Regions from separate parts of the Mus musculus genome. Here region 2 is linked to region 1. A link is a contact called in public promoter capture Hi-C data. All regions are on one chromosome and are shown on one strand. Each heading gives the region's core, a stretch centred on a gene start, on an enhancer-like site or on the middle of the called end of the contact. The rest is flanking DNA. Distances are from core to core; before and after follow the strand shown. Region 1 holds the start of D130040H23Rik (RIKEN cDNA D130040H23 gene). Region 2 holds the start of Lpl (lipoprotein lipase).

What was found. Promoter capture Hi-C pulls out the DNA fragments that hold promoters and counts their contacts.
Region 2: a contact with region 1 is called in a promoter capture Hi-C map of stem cell-derived epiblast-like cells, with 2.7 times the contacts expected there. The contact joins the promoter of Lpl here to the promoter of D130040H23Rik in region 1. A contact is called at or near these places in 3 of 39 promoter capture datasets (the C10 cell line, embryonic stem cells and stem cell-derived epiblast-like cells) and 2 of 484 Hi-C or Micro-C datasets (both in embryonic stem cells).

Annotation. Positions count from the first base shown.
Region 1 is chr8:69,266,414-69,274,263 of GRCm38.p6, forward strand. D130040H23Rik (RIKEN cDNA D130040H23 gene) reads left to right here and starts at 4,691. Exons shown (of 5, transcript NM_001384124.1): 1 at 4,691-4,778.
Region 2 is chr8:68,876,412-68,884,261 of GRCm38.p6, forward strand. It overlaps Lpl (lipoprotein lipase), which reads left to right and starts at 4,144. Exons shown (of 10, transcript NM_008509.2): 1 at 4,144-4,429. The coding sequence starts at 4,342.

The DNA.
Region 1 (7,850 bases), core at 3,441-5,940:
AAGTGGTAAGAAGAAATATAATTTATTTTGATTACATGTTACAGTTCTATCATTGCAGGACAAATTCAAGAACATTGTATTTTATGGCCAATATTAAATAAGGAAAACCTGTAAATCCAATCTAAATTTTTATACAATAGTGATGTTGATGTTGATGACAATAAAGTATGTGTGTGGTTTGTGTGTGTGATGTGTGTGTGTGCACGAGCATGGATGTGTTTGTGTGTTTGTCTATTTATTTTTTAAAAAGCAGTGCCTACAGGGACAAGAGGATGCCAGACATAATGGAAGTGAAGTTACAGGGGTTTGTGAACTGCTAGACAATTAACATAAGCCTTTAAACTGAGCTATCATTGAATCGAAGAATGAAAGGAACTGTCATTGTTTTGGTAAACAGTGACAATTCTTGGAACATTTTAAGATACTAATCCCAACTTCTTAAACGTATCATATTTTTTTTTTCATTTAATATTTTGGCTATTTTCTGTGGTTTGTTAATTTCTTCTATTTAAAAAGGTACACCTGTAGCTGGGCAGTGGTGGCGCACGCCTTTAATCCCAGCACTCAGGAGGCAGAGGCAGGCAGATTTCTGAGTTCGAGGCCAGCCTGGTCTATAGCGTGAGTTCCAGGACAGCCAGGGCTACACAGAGACACCCTGTCTCGAAAAACAAAACAAAACAAAACAAAACAAAACAAAACAAAACAAAACAAAACAAAACAAAACAAAAGGTATACCTGTGTTTGTGTGCCATGGAGTACATGTGGAAATCAGAGAACATCTTATATCTGTCTGTTTTCTCCTTGCTCCACCTAAGTTCTAGAGATGAAATGCATGTAAGCAAACTTGGCAGCAAGTATCTTGCATTAGTAAGTGACTTTGGTGCCTTTAGGTATTTCCTTGAGTGGTGGTGTGTGGATATTCATATGTTATAGTTCAAGTGTAGAAGTCAGAGTATACAGAATAGCCAGGGCTATTCAGAGAAACCCTGTCTCGAAAAACCAAAAAAAAAAAAAAAAAAAGAAGTCAGAGTATAATGTGTGGGAGTCATGTGGATCTCTCAGGAATTGACTTCAGTCATCAGGCTTAGCACCAAACGCCTTTTCCCTCTGTGCCATCTCACAGGCACACATCTGTGCCATCTCACAGGCACACATCTGTGCCATCTCACAGGCACACATCTGTGCCATCTCACAGGCACACATCTGTGCCATCTCACAGGCACACATCTGTGCCATCTCACAGGCACACATCTGTGCCATCTCACAGGCACATCTCATCTGTGCCATCTCACAGGCACACATCTGTGCCATCTCACAGGCACACATCTGTGCCATCTCACAGGCACACATCTGTGCCATCTCACAGGCACACATCTGTGCCATCTCACAGGCACACATCTGTGCCATCTCACAGGCACACATCTGTGCCATCTCACAGGCACACATCTGTGCCATCTCACAGGCACACATTGCATTTCTGAGATTCTGTTTATGAGAGTTTCCTAATCACAGGTTTTTATGTTTAGTCTTCAAAATAAAGTAACACGCATAGAAAAACGAGGGTATGACTATCATTTTGGCTTGCAAGTAGGGCTTATTACTCAGATTATCCATGGACTTATACACTTGGATTATGAGATTTTAAAAGGAGACATACCTTTTACTGGTGGAATGTTACTGCAAGTGTTATTTGCAGACCAGTGAAAAGGCTTACTGAGAAAACTTCCTCTTGGGTACAAATCTGGCAACATGAGCTGGATATTCAGAGTCCATGTAAAGAAAGGGTCCACACAGTTATCATCCAGTTATTATATCTACATATCTGCATCTGTCTACACATCCATAATCATATCACACAGGCAAACTGCAGAGAAATTTGTTTAAAAAATATAGCCTAAGGCATTAAGGCATCAGACTCCCATTCTCACTAAAGAGGACAATTCTCTTACAAGTAGGACAATCAGCTGCAGACAGAGACAAACTTCCTAATTGGCTATCCAGTGCAATGTGATCAGCCCAGAAACCATAAACACACAGCCAAAAATAAGAAAATACTCAGCAGGTTGTAGTCATATATTAAGAGCTTGCTTATACATAACAAGGAAAATTTTGGGACAAGATGGAAAGAGGACGAGGAAGGGTGTGTGAGATGTAATATATTTTAATCAACCAGTATAAAAGGAAATTTTAAATAAAAAAGTAAGGCTAGAGAGATAGATGCTTCAGCAGTTAAGAGCACTGGGTGTTTTCCGGAGGACACAGGTTCCAGTTCCAGGACACATAAGGTTACTAATAATATGCTATGACTCCAGTTGCTGGGATCGTCTGCCCTCTTCTGGCCTCTGTGGGTTCTGAATAGACTCATGCAGGCAAACACTCATTACTAACATAAAAAAGAAAAATAAATCTTTGTGGATGTCACAGTCTTGAGAGAGACAGCAGCCAGGGTTGGTTAAAATGAACTCTTTCTTATTCTGCATGGCAACAGCCATCGCCTTCCTCTGAGCCAGCCTGCTCAGAGGCGAAAGCAGCCTTCTGAGCATAGAATAGCTCAGTGTAGCTGTTCACTGTAAGTACAGTGTCTACGGTGCCAATAGGTGACTTTTCCTTGATGTTTGCTATATTTGTGCTCTCTCTCATTTGTATGTGTGAAAATTATTGAATTGATACATCTATCTTTAAGAGTATAAAACATAATTAACAGGTATTATTGGCTCCTAAGTAAGATATATTCACAGACTCATTTACTTATGAGGAACCTGCCTGACTCCATTTTGAAGGCAGCAGCCATTATGCTGTATTTTTAAAAAATAGGTTTCCATTTACTGTAAGAGCTGAGCTGCTGCTTTTAATTTTGTTTCCTGGAGCTTGACCTGTCCCAACTCATGACCTTGATTTATTTTTGAGGACGCCTTGAACATTCCTGACCCTTCCTAACCACTCTTGCTAATCACATAATGACCATAGTGTGTGTTTTTGAGATATTTTTTCATATTACTTTACTGCCTCCATGTCTCCCTTCTGTAAACTGGCTTGGCAAATCTTATGATTTTACTCCTTAAAGTGGGTCAAAAATGAAGGGTTTCTCTCTTTAACCTGACTTAGGGGGCAGTTGCTGGCTAGCTCTTGGGTGCATCCCAATAAAATCAAGCTTGGTTCAAATTTGGCTCAAAATTGTGGTAGTGGCCTTATTCTCTCCTGGCTAGATTAACACATGATTTTCATTTATGATCTTGTGGTACAAGATGAACATGCCGGAGACATTTCCTTCCATCTTTTAAGATAATTTTTTTATGTTCCTGCTTGACTTTGAGTTAGAAGGCACATAAACGTCTCTGCTTTTAGATTGCGACCATGTTCAAAAGTGTATTTGTTAAATGAGCATGTTGAGGAATAAGCAGAACTCCACGTGAATGTGTCCAGGCTTCCTAAGAAAAATCCCCATGCTTCCTTTTTTGAGAAACAGCATTGCTTTGGAAATGACTCCCATGCCCATACAGGTAAGAACTTTGGCTCAGCATTTCTGTTTTGTCTGCTGTGATAGCAATTTTTGATAGTCAGACTGAATACATCTGGAATTAACTAAAACCCAATGGGCTGAAAACATGCGAGGGATTTTAATTAAAGCTTTTAAAGTGGAAAGACATTTCAGGATCTTTTGAGGTGACAATATTCACCTTTAATCTGGGCCACACCTTCTGGTAACAGCCTACTTTTGTAAGTTCATTTCTTTACTGGCATTAGAGCCCCTATCTTTAAAATCGTGGGTTATACTGAAGACCGGCTGAGACAACCAGCCTAATGGACTGAACTAGTGAATTCTTCAACTTTTAGTTGGTAGACAGCCCTTCTTGGACTTGCTGGACCACAGCCTGTGAGCCATTCTAATAGATTCCCTTTCTACCTACATAGAGATCTGTTTTATCCCTTCTGTTCATCTAGAGAACCTTCACTAATACACAGCTATGTTCTTTTCACCTTAACTCAGGAACATGCTGGCTAAGAATAGTGTTCATAAAAGGCATGTTTCTATGAACCAATTCATTCTAAGTATTCAAGTTACCATGGAGACTATACTTTTCATTATTACTAATTTGTCAGGAGACAGGCCTGCATTTCATGAGGAAAACTCCTATAGGAGTGGAGTACCATTCAGCCTTCTGGTGGGAGGTATACCTATCATTGTGTTTCTGATCTGGTTCCAGCTTTTCTCTCAGGATATTCTGACGTACCCTTGCCTCCCAGGTTACATGCAGTTGAACTTCACCTAGCCTCAGTGTCAAGCAAAAGAACAAACGTTTTGATTCCTAAAATCTCTCCTTAATTGTTAATATTGTGGCTCCCTTCTACTTGTGGGACACAAAAATCACTCCACTCCACATTGTGAAATGAGATGCACAAGCCAGCCACCCAGTGTCCAGGAGGAAGAAGGAAATGTTGCTGAGTGCAGAAAGGCGGAAGGGTGAATGGTTGGAGGCAGGGGCAAATGCGACTGAAATGCAAATATGTGCATATCCGGGAAAGGTCTGGCCTTGGGGTTGATATCAGCTCTAGCAAACACTGTGCTGTGTCCCTTCTGCATCCTCTAAGCATAAGGGGGAGGTTCTTGTCACTCAAGTCTCATTAGCCAATCAGACCCTTGAGGCGGACCTCCAGTCAGAAGGGGAGGCGGGCTCTTCCGGGGGACTTTCTGCAGGCTGGAATCTGAAGCTTCCTTAGTGCTAGTGGTTCTTTGCCACTACCTGCGGCTTAAGCGCGAGCCTGGGAGAGAAGATATGGTGAGCGAGGGGCGGTTGCCTGGTGAGCAGTGGGCTTGTGAACCTCGGGAGCCCGTGTGGTTGGCCCTCCCTGGGGTCGGATGGGAAGCAGTGGTTAGATGCAGCCTGCTGTGAGATTCTTTGTGGTATTTGCATCTCCCTAGACCCCAGTGGTGGTCTGGGAGCTGCATCTGCGCAGAGCCTTGGGAACAGGGGTAGTGTGTAGAAGTATCCTTGTAGTCAGTTTCACCAGGCTTTTGTTGCATCTGAAGATGGCAGTTTGCCAAACTCAGAGAGTCCCAGTTTCTCTAGCATCTCTAGAATTTCTGTGCTTCATATTTAATATTTAGGAGTACGATCCATTTGGAGTTAGTTTTGGGGAGGTAGTAAATGGCGTTTCATGTGTTCGTTAGCACTCCGCTAATAATCTGTGATGGAGAAGGGTAGAGTTGATGATGGAAAGGATTTACCAATGCTTAGGAGATAATAAGTCACGCAAAGTAGAGTTTAGCTAAGGGTGGGCTGCCTCTAAAGCATCCTAAAGATGATGATAAGTAGTATGCTAACCAGGCTTCTTAGACATGAGGTGATCAGAAACACATGTTCACTCACCAGAATTGTCTCGACATTTGGCCCCAAACTCTAACAAAAGATTTACAACCAGCCACTAACGCAATCCGCATATTAAAAGGCAGTTAGTTGTCTAAAAGCTATTCAAAGAAGTAGTGCACGGTCACAACTAACATCAAGGTCTGGTGTGCTATACAGGTCTAGTTTTTCCCACTAAAAAAGCATAGTTTTGCCCGATGGGTAAGACACAGCTCTTTGAAAAGGAAGGGCACTGTTGTGTTGAGGGCTGGCCTGATCTAGCAAGGTTTTCCCTGAGGCTTTCCTGTGTGGAAAAGGAGCACTGCCCCTTCTCAAACTGAGGAACAAACCTGGTAGATCCAGTAGAAACCTGGATTGACACAGTTAAGTCAGCTCAGAGGTTTGAGACACAGGCCACTCACTGGCTGTAGCTGTGTGTCATGGGTTATACATCTCAACAGCTAACACTGTGCCCAGAGGCAAGGTCAATCGATATCTTATTAATGGCATTCCCTCTACTAAGGAAGGATCTACTCTTTTTCCAGGTCAATAGTGCTAAGATTTTTTTTTCAATTATTTTTACCTTTTAAAAATTTTTTAACTTAATAACATGTACACTTTTTATTTTCTTAATTTAGGTTATATGTGGGAAACTGAGACAGTAATTCAAATAAAAAAAGTGTTTTGGTTGTACACATAGAAGAGGTAATGGAGCAGAAAAGTGAGAAAAGCAGAGAGAACAACTGAAGGTGAATCCCCACAGGGAAACTCCAAAGCAATGTAAAGCACACGGGGAGTTTCCCCACCAGGAGAAGCAGCTGGCTGGGATCATGCTTTTACACATCACCTCCAGTCAGCAATTTGTTAAAAGTTGTCCGTCAAGGGAGATGATACACGTACATTTCGGCACGCTGAGCCTGCTGCAATGACTTAGGGTGACAGGCAAAACTAAAATAGCAAGAGACAAATATACCAGAGGGCTTAGAGTTAGCAGGTAGGCGGGATGTACTGATGTGCTCAGTAGAGTAATACAGACAGAGCACCAGCAATGCTGACCACATTTGTCATAGCATTCTCCAACTAAGTGGTGGTCCTATGCTACACGGTGTACTGTGTACCCAGTGTAGCTAAAGCATCAGTTAAGTACAAAATTATACATCATTTTTACCTTTTAAAAAAGTCAGTTATTGGTATCACTTTTTAAATGTAATTTTCTTTAAATGTGTCACTGCTCCAATCTCTATTTCTTTCTGTTCTCCAGTGTTTCCTTCTCGTTAGGAATTTTATTCTGTTTTTCTCAAATGCTATTTATGTATTGATTTCTGTTTACAGCAATGTCTCCCATAGCCCAGGCTTGCAATTTATCATTGCTTTCCACACCTAATCCTGCCTCTGCTGCCTAGTGCTTGAAAGGCAGTCCTGCAACTCCTTCCAGGAAAAGGGAAAAGAGACCAATGAATGATTGTCCTCTGCCCTCCTTGGCTTCTATTAGGAAATTACAAATGAAGAGGAACTTGTGTTAGAACCGAGTTCACTGACCAACTTTGAAACTGCTGTAGTCACAGCACAGAAAGGCAGGGTCAGGAAGGGTGGTGAGAGCTTTTTTGCTCTGGCAACAGTAGGGATTACCAATGAGTACTCTGGGAGTCAATTTTAGGTGATCAATCAATGTCCTGTTTCTTGGGTCCACAGGACATGCAATCAAGAATCTGAATAAAGAACTGAATTTATTTCTAGGAACCAAATTACTGTAGTTACACTAGTTTAACCAGTACAGAAGATCTGGTCAAACTGACATGGCCATGTCTAACAGGAGTGTTGCTTTTCCTGGATGAAAATGGAGAGTCTGAGAGAAAAGGTGTGAGTAATCCTAGGTGTGGTCTTCTACAAATCGATAGTCCCTTGAGCAGGTGGGGCCATAAAGCTGGGTTTCAACGTTAAAATATAATTTTTGAAATTGTAATTACATCATTTACAAATTATTTTTCCTTTCTCCTATATACTCCTTTATGCATTCTATGAAATGGCCTCTTTTTGCTTTAATTGTTGTTACTGGTTGAATTTAACCTAAATTTGGCTGCAGGACTTCCCAGCTGTGAGATCAAGAAATGGCTCCACTAGACATTGAGTATCAAAGGGACCTCATGTCATGGAAGAGAGACAGGAAGTGCTCTGGGAGACTGGAAGAATTTCTACTAAAATACAAGTTTTCCAGACTAGGGACCTGTCTGCCTCTATTGTGGAAGGCCTGTCCTATTTGAGTCTGTTGATTTCTGCTCACCCTGTAGGGGAGCTGCTATTGTCCTATACCCTGCTGGGAAGACCTAGCTAATGAGAGACTCTGAGAAGTCCTAATAATCAGAAACACCAGTGAAAGGTAGTTTGTGGGTTCCTTCCAGAATTCTCCTCTGGTGCTGCTGTAGGGAGTGTGATGGAGACTACTAGCCATACCATGGTAGGTGTGGGGTCTGCTGACTAGATTAGGGGAGATAAGGCCAGCTATGC
Region 2 (7,850 bases), core at 2,894-5,393, 390 kb before region 1:
CACAATGGCTTTGGGGGAAGTTTTGTTCTTTTTTAAAAATTGACTTTTATTTCTCTTAACCATATTCATACAAAATTGGGTGGGTATCCTTCCTTACATATCAGTGTGTTTATGTCTACATATTTGCTTTCATTGTTGGCTGTTTATTGTTTTAGGAAGTGGAGATTGTGTGACTATAACTCACAAAAAACCAAAATCCTTAAGATGCTTCCAGATCATTTTGCACCATCACATCACAGCCTGAAGCAATCTCACACTCCGAACTTGGCACTCTCCAAGCAAGCACAACCATAGTGCGTGGGGCGGGGCGGGGGGGGGGGGAGTTGTAGGAAACTGGCTGCATACACTATTCATTTGTACCTTTGATATCTTTCAGTCACAACACTCAGCTTTGCCCAAAACCGTCTTCTGTCTGAGTTACATTATTTGGGATTCTACAACATAGCAGCTGGTTAGGAAGGGAGCCACAGGCCAAAGCCTATCTATTGGCTACTCAAATAAGAGCCCCATTCTCACTGGCAGATCCTTAGTTGTCATTCTCCACTTTGTCCCTTTGTTCCTCAGTACTGCAGTTCAATCCTAGGATGTGGGTAGGTAATGGCAGAAAAGCCCTTCATCTTGACCTTTTTTTTTTTTTTCTTATTTAGATGTATTTAAAATGGACCTAAGACATTTTATTTTAAAATGTGTTTAGGGTTTTGCCTGCATGTATGCAAGTTCGCCATATTCTGGGTTCTGTTGGAGGCCAGAAGAGGGCATCAGATCCCCTGAAAGTCCAGTTTCGGATGGTGCAGGCCACTCTGTGGGCTCCAGGAGTCAAGCACAGGCTCTCAGAAGGCCAAGCCAACTAACCCTAACCCTCTCAGCCACCACAAAGTCATCTTTCCAGCCCAAAAATATTTGTACATTTATGAGATTGTATTTTTAGATTTGTGTTAGGCACGTTGTTCTCATATTCAGTGCATTTTCTAGTTATCAGCTCCATCCTTGCACAATGCTCTTTCAACCTTACTTAGACGTTTCATTATATTTTAGTTTTATCAAGAAAACATAGAATAGCATTTGAACCACAATCTGCGTCTACAAAAAAGGTCTGCTTCCCTTTTAGTTTGCAATTAAAATATTACAAATTAACACATTACCTTTTTCTCCTGAAACCACCAAAATAGAAGAGGTACACTTGGTGATTTTGGGGTATTTAATCTTTGGGGAATTTTGTCTTTTCCCATCTGTAATATGGGAGAATTTTTCAGCTCTGTTACAGCTAAAATCACTAAATGCATGAGAGGATGAAGATTGCTCAATGGGCAAATGGCAAGCAGTCAATCAAACCTATGACGGACAGGCAGAAGGACAGACAGAATTTCCTTACTCTTTGGTTTTGGAACACCCCCCCCCCCTCCACACACACACACACACACACACACACACACACACACACACACACACACTTCCCACAAGGTACTAAGGTGCATATTTTACATATCAAAACAGACCTGGCCTCCAGGTTCTCCCAGCATCCCTCAGTCTCTACTTGACATACCCTGCCCCCACCCCTGAACATTCCAGTCCAGGGACTAGGCTGCCCTTCCCCCAGAGGCTCTTCCCTATATAATCCAGACATATTGTGTGCCCCTCTCCCTTTATCTCTCTCTCCTTCCCTTTCTCCCTCTCTCTCTCCCTCTTTCCGTCTCCCCTTTTTCTCTTTCACCTCCCCTCCTCCACCTCTCCATGGCGACTCCCCTGGCCTCAATCCTTTGGGCCTGTGAACTCACCTAAGAGCAACTTCCCAATAAATCTTCCTTGAGCACAATCTAATCTGGCTTGAACTGGCTCATTTCAGTGGTGGAGAAGTGACCTATCACTTAACATCAGGAAAGTAGGAAAGTGAGTGTTTCGTAAGCGATACATATTTGGTTTTGTACTTAAATCGATTTTAACTATAGCAGATACCAAAGTGCCCTACCCTAAGGGTACTTTTTTTTTTAACATTTGAAAATGCTCAGATTGTTCAAACATAACCTTTTTTTTTTTTTTTTTTTTGTCTATTACAAAGAAAAAGTCAATTTCAGAAAAAGCCAAGCCTCAAGCTATGCATGGCCAAATAACCTTGTGGAAGTCTGGGCATCAGACTTGTCAGAAGCTCACAGGAGCCTGACCTGGAGCTCATGTGAGCGTCTGCGGGGAGAACTGGGGCACCTGACTAAGGCCAGCACAACCAATCATGAACAAGTGTGGCTGCCACACCTACCTGCCCACCACTTGTCCCCTGGAGAGAGGCCAGCGTGTCTGAATTCCGTGTTAGTTCTTCTTGGAAATCTGTGCACCGTACTGGTCATGCAAAGTGACAATATAGGCCAGTATAAGTCAGGTTCACATATTATAGAAGCAGCTTCAACAAACCATAGATAAGTATTTATCTCTGGACTCTTGAGTGCTTTCTGTGATCAGTTAACTGGAGAGGCATTTTTAAAATGCATTGTGTTAGATGCCCCTTTGCCCCTTTATTAATCTCATAAAATCTTGAAGTTCTCTGAAAGTTCCAGGTAGCAGTGCAGGTCGGTTTGGAGTCTGATCAAATGACTTTTAAGCTTGAAATTCGGCTGTGTGGCTATTCTAGATAAAACACAAAGCATTTCTACACTTCTGTTTTTATGTCTTTTATGCCACTGCCATGTTTTAAAATTAGAGCTTCCTATATACTTCTTTCAGAGGTTGGCCATATTCTAGTTATGTGCCCTGGAGTATCTCTGCCATTTCCAAAGTTGTTCAGTGGGGTTTCGCTCTTGCCAACTTTCAAGATCCACCACATGCGTTGGAGCCAGTAATGAACGTGGATGATGCATTGCTTAGCGATTGCAGTGCAAGATGAGATGGCGAGACATCTGGCTGGAATTCATCTACACAACAGCATGTTTGGCTTTTATCTGATAGTTGTGAGAAATTTAAAAAGCGGGCTTATATTAAAGTATATAGTTTTTGATCCCCTTAACCTCCAAGGGTGTGTGTGTGTGTGTGTAGAGAGAGAGGGAACCATCCTAAAAATATTGAGATCAGTAAAGAGAACTAATTTTTTGAGGTGGTTTCTCAGCATTAAGGTGGGGAATTTAATGTTTATTGGTTTTTTTTTCTAGCTAATCAGCACCCTTTTCATTTAAAAAGATACTTGCAGATGAGCACAGTATATGATGTGCTTTTATTTTTCTTGCTTTTCTACAAACATGTGCTAGTCCACTTTGCAAAAGCTCAGTATTCACCCTTGCAAAGTACAATTTAATATCAACGCATCAACATAGCTGAACAATGATAAGCATAATGGAATTTGGAATATTTCTATCATGCTCCTCACCCTGCCCCCACACTCCTAGCACCCCATATCCCCTCGCCCTGGAACATCACTAATCTATGGACTGTCTTTGTAGGTTTGGAATGGTCATTTGGCATGGCCTCTCCCACTGAAAATCCAGGATAGCTTAAAATGTTTGACCATGACTTTCTGCCTCTGAAAATAGATGTTATTCTTGAGTTTCTTGCTGAATTAAAGGATCGAGTACAATTTACATAAGGCAAAAATTAGAAACTAGTTAAAGCAAGTGGGTCTTTTCTTCTACTACAGAAGGAGACCCATATTGCCAAGATACAAAGCAGACCGTGCAGGCACCATGCGCTGAGCAATATGTGTCCTAAGGTCCCTTTGGCGCGTGGGGACCTGTGGGTGGGTGGGGGAGGGTGTGCGTTTGAAAGGATCTCTCAAGTTTAACAAAGATTTATCAAAAGGTTGTATGTGTGTGAGTGTGAAAGTGTTAGGTACACGCTGTTTAAGAGCAAAACTTCTTCCCCTTAGAAAACGGATCGTAGACTACTCAACATAAATCAGTGTAAACCCCTCCTCTCTGCCTCTATAGGGGTCCCTAGGGACCAGATTCCTCCCGGTAGGCAAACTGGAGTCTAAACAACAAGCAAGCTTTCCTTCCTGCCCTTTCCCCTTCTTCTCGCTGGCACCGTTGAGCCTCGTTACCGTTTGCTCAAATATTTGGAAGTGCATTTAGAGTCCTCCCCCCAACTTATGATTTTATAGCCAATAGGTGATGAGTCTTATTTGCATATTTCCAGTCACTTAAACAGCTGTGCAGTGGAAACAGTGTCAGACTCTCGATTTCTCCTCCTACTCCTCCTCCGAGGAATTCTGCCCCTTGTAACTGTTCTGCCCTCCCCTTTAAAGGTTGACTTGCCCTACGGCGCTCCACCGCGCTCCAGTCCTCTTGCGCCTCCTGCTCAACCCGCTCCTGACTGCCCCACGCCGCGTAGTTCCAGCAGCAAAGCAGAAGGGTGCACCGGGAGATGGAGAGCAAAGCCCTGCTCCTGGTGGTCCTGGGAGTTTGGCTCCAGAGTTTGACCGCCTTCCGAGGAGGGGTGGCCGCAGCAGACGGTACGTTTTTCGCGCCAACTCCCCCTACCCCCACCTGCAGACCCGGACAGGACCACTTTTTCTCCATCTGAAGATGGGAGGGAGAAAGTTGGAAGTACGTGCATGCACTGGGACTCCCAGGCGCAGTAAATTCCCGGGAAGGGTGGCTGGAATGGAATCCAGGAGGAGAAGGGAGAGACTCTGCCTCCCATCACGCTACGGCGACTCTGGGTTCCCGCTTTTTTTTCCTTTCTCCTGAGTTCCCACTCGGTCTCCTGCTCTCTCCCGCCGACTGCCATCGCAGGGAACGGCTGGGGCGTGGGGTGTGGAGCCTAGGATGGGGAGACGCAGAGGCCGAGCAAAGCTGTAGTGACCGGTGGTGACCTCCCTATAGGGAATAGGGGTGCTGAATGCAAGGCACGCGGGCCAAAGTGACCCTAACTTTGCTGGGACTGCGGGTCAGACCCCTCTAGAAGCGGGAAGAGTGAATCGAGGGTGCAGGTGGGAGGACGCGTTGTGTGCATTCCAACTGTACAGGGCGCTGTCGCTCTCGGCGGGGGGTTGTGAGCTACAGTGAAAGTGGGAGTGCGCGGTGGCGCCCGGGAACGCGTGGCGCAGAGTCCTGGAAGCTGGCGTCCTGCAAGCGTTCCTGTGCTCGGCTTAGCTCAGTACTCAAGAAAGCCCAGAAATGAACCTACCCTCCAGAAAACGAGGTTCAGCCACCAGCCGACTGGAGCCTGTGGCTTGGAGGTTGCCAGTTCAGCTCTGTGTCCTTTCCTTGCTGTCCCAGGAGAGGCTCGCCCTAAGGGAGGCGCTCAGCTAGCTGAGAGCACATGGGATTCTCTAGAGCCTAAGGGAGATCGCTTTCAACACTAGGTGAAAAAAAAAAAAAAAGCGGCCACCTCCACGGCTCTGCCTGCTCTCTGCCTAGAGAAGACTAGGGTCAGTAGCAAGTTGCTTTATGGCCTTGAAGTCGAGACCTGCCCACAATTGAGAAGCCTTGTAACTTGAACCTTGATTGAGCTAACAGAACACAGACTCAAAATGTGACTGAACTCAGTCGTAAAAGAAGGCTGGGGTTTCCTTGTGTTGCTGCTGGTGGAATCGCCACGAGGGTGGTGTCCCCTGGAGGTGCTCTAAGGTGGCACATCCGCAGCCTAATTCCAGTCTTAGTGGAGTCTATGACTGCAGCTAAAAGCTTGCCTTTATTTCTGCGTATAGTTGTAAATGTCTTGTTATCAAAGGAAAGAGAATCCATCATGGCAGAACTGCACGAAAGAAACGAATCCTGGGTGTTTTGAGGATACTGGAGATTCTGCCTCTCCGGTGGCAGGTTTGCAACTCTGGTTAAGAAAATAGGAGCAAACTTTCGATTCACATTTCAGAAAGTATACCATAGTAGAACACGACTTTTACCGTAAACTCCCATAGAAAAGGTCGCCTACATTTTTAGGTTTTGCTAAAGGTTCCTTTAGAAGCTCTGGACCCAGCTTCTCAGTTACTTAGTGTCACCCTTCTGGGGTTAGCTGCATGAGCTCTAACATTAGGAAAGTTGGCAAGACTCACAGTGCCCTGGGGCTCCTCCCTTATACTTGATTTAAAGGGACACCTAAGTAACTACATAATAATTTTGGATTTTAGCCATCACCTGATTTTCCTATCAATAAAATGTATTTGGTGAATATTATTCCTAATCAGATGTGAAATGACTTCCTCTTATCATCTTTCTGTCCTCTCAGGGTAGCCCTTTACAGTGAGCTTCTTTAACCACAGCAGGCCTAGCCCTTTGTCCCACAAATGAGTTTGCCTAGGGGTAAAAATGTGGGTGAGAAAGGCACAGCTTGGAGCGATCCCAGCTCCCCTCTGGGCTCCCAGTTTCCGTGTTCACTCTTTATTTTTTTTTTTTTCCACGAATAGTGTGCGAGTTTGAGAGGCATTGCCCTGTGCTTCTTCCTGGAGCCCCTGCAGCCTCTCCTGGTCCCAGGCAGGAAAGCAGAGAGCTAAAAGAGAGCATAGAGGGTCCTGCTCTGCCAAGTCCCGTTCCTTCAGCCACAGTGCTCACTTGAGGTTAATATCTGAGTTAAATAACTGGGAGATGACAAGGGAGTGACTGATTAATAGCGGCATTGAAAGGTGTGGGGAGACAAGTGGGGGAAGAGTCGCAGTGGAAAGACGTTCAGTGCCTTTGACAGACTGTATTTTTAGCACAGCCTCCCTTTCCTGCTGCGCTGTAGAGGAGACTTTATACTCCTTGACTGACTGACTGTTTCTGTTCTGTCAGATTGTCCAGTCAAGTCGATGAAAACATTTCAGGGGGTCTTGTCCCCTTTTCCTCTGACCATAGCCTGTTTCCACATTATCATCACCAAGGCTGCACTGTGTTGTGTGTGTGGCTCATCTGAGGAAACCGTATTGTGATGGTGACTGAGTTCTTCTGAGTCTTCAGACACTTGGTGCCCCTCCTCTGATGGCATTCATCTGTCTTTAGTGTCACTTCCGTGCTGCTACTTTTCTGACAGCACTACAGTCCCCTCTATCTAACCCCACCCTCTCTATGGTGATCTGACTAAGCCTGATTTCATCCCTGTGACTATTACCCATATCAGGATAAATTTTTCTTTGTTATACACTATATTCAAGCTGTCTTTTTGGAAACATAGGAATAAAGATTACACAGCAAAAGGAACATATTATCTTCTAATTTGCCTACCTAAACACATCACCCCAGTGTGTAATGAGGGTGTGTCTGGGTGGTCGCAGTTGTTAGGGTGGTATTACTGTAGTGGGTCAAATTCAGGATGGAAGCATTTGAAGGATAGACCTTTGCCTCTCTCCTTCATTCTTTCTCATCTTCCTCACTTCCTCAGTCCTCTCCTGCTCTTCCTTCTTTCCCCTCTCTTGTCTTCTCCCCTTCTTTTTCCAATGTGGACTTAATATTCCTAAGAAAATAGCAAAAGGCAGCACAGTTGGATGAATGCAGAGTCACAGATACATTTCCGAGTTTCCTTAGCAACAGTCACCTCAGATTAGTCAAGCTCACCTGACCCTCCAGTAGTCAACCCGGAGTGCACCTGGGTGATGATGAAATCTACTTATGGAAGCATGCCTGGGGTTCATCTTCTTCCCTGTCTCTACGTGCTCTTATCAGTCGGTGCTGCAGGGACCACAGAGGTTGGGAAATCTTTAGGATACTGACACATTCTTAAAGGCAAACACTAACTAGCAATATGAAAAATTCCCCCTGCATAGACTAAGCAGCAGAAAGATCTGTGAGTCCATAGCTAATGTAAAATTGAAACTACTGCCTAACTCATTAAACAGCACCATTTTAATATGAAAACTTCACTCACACACACACACAAATACATTAAAACTAAAATGAAATTTTCCATGTGCCAATCTATGTGATGGTGAATGAATTCCTGTCTCTCCTCATCCAGCA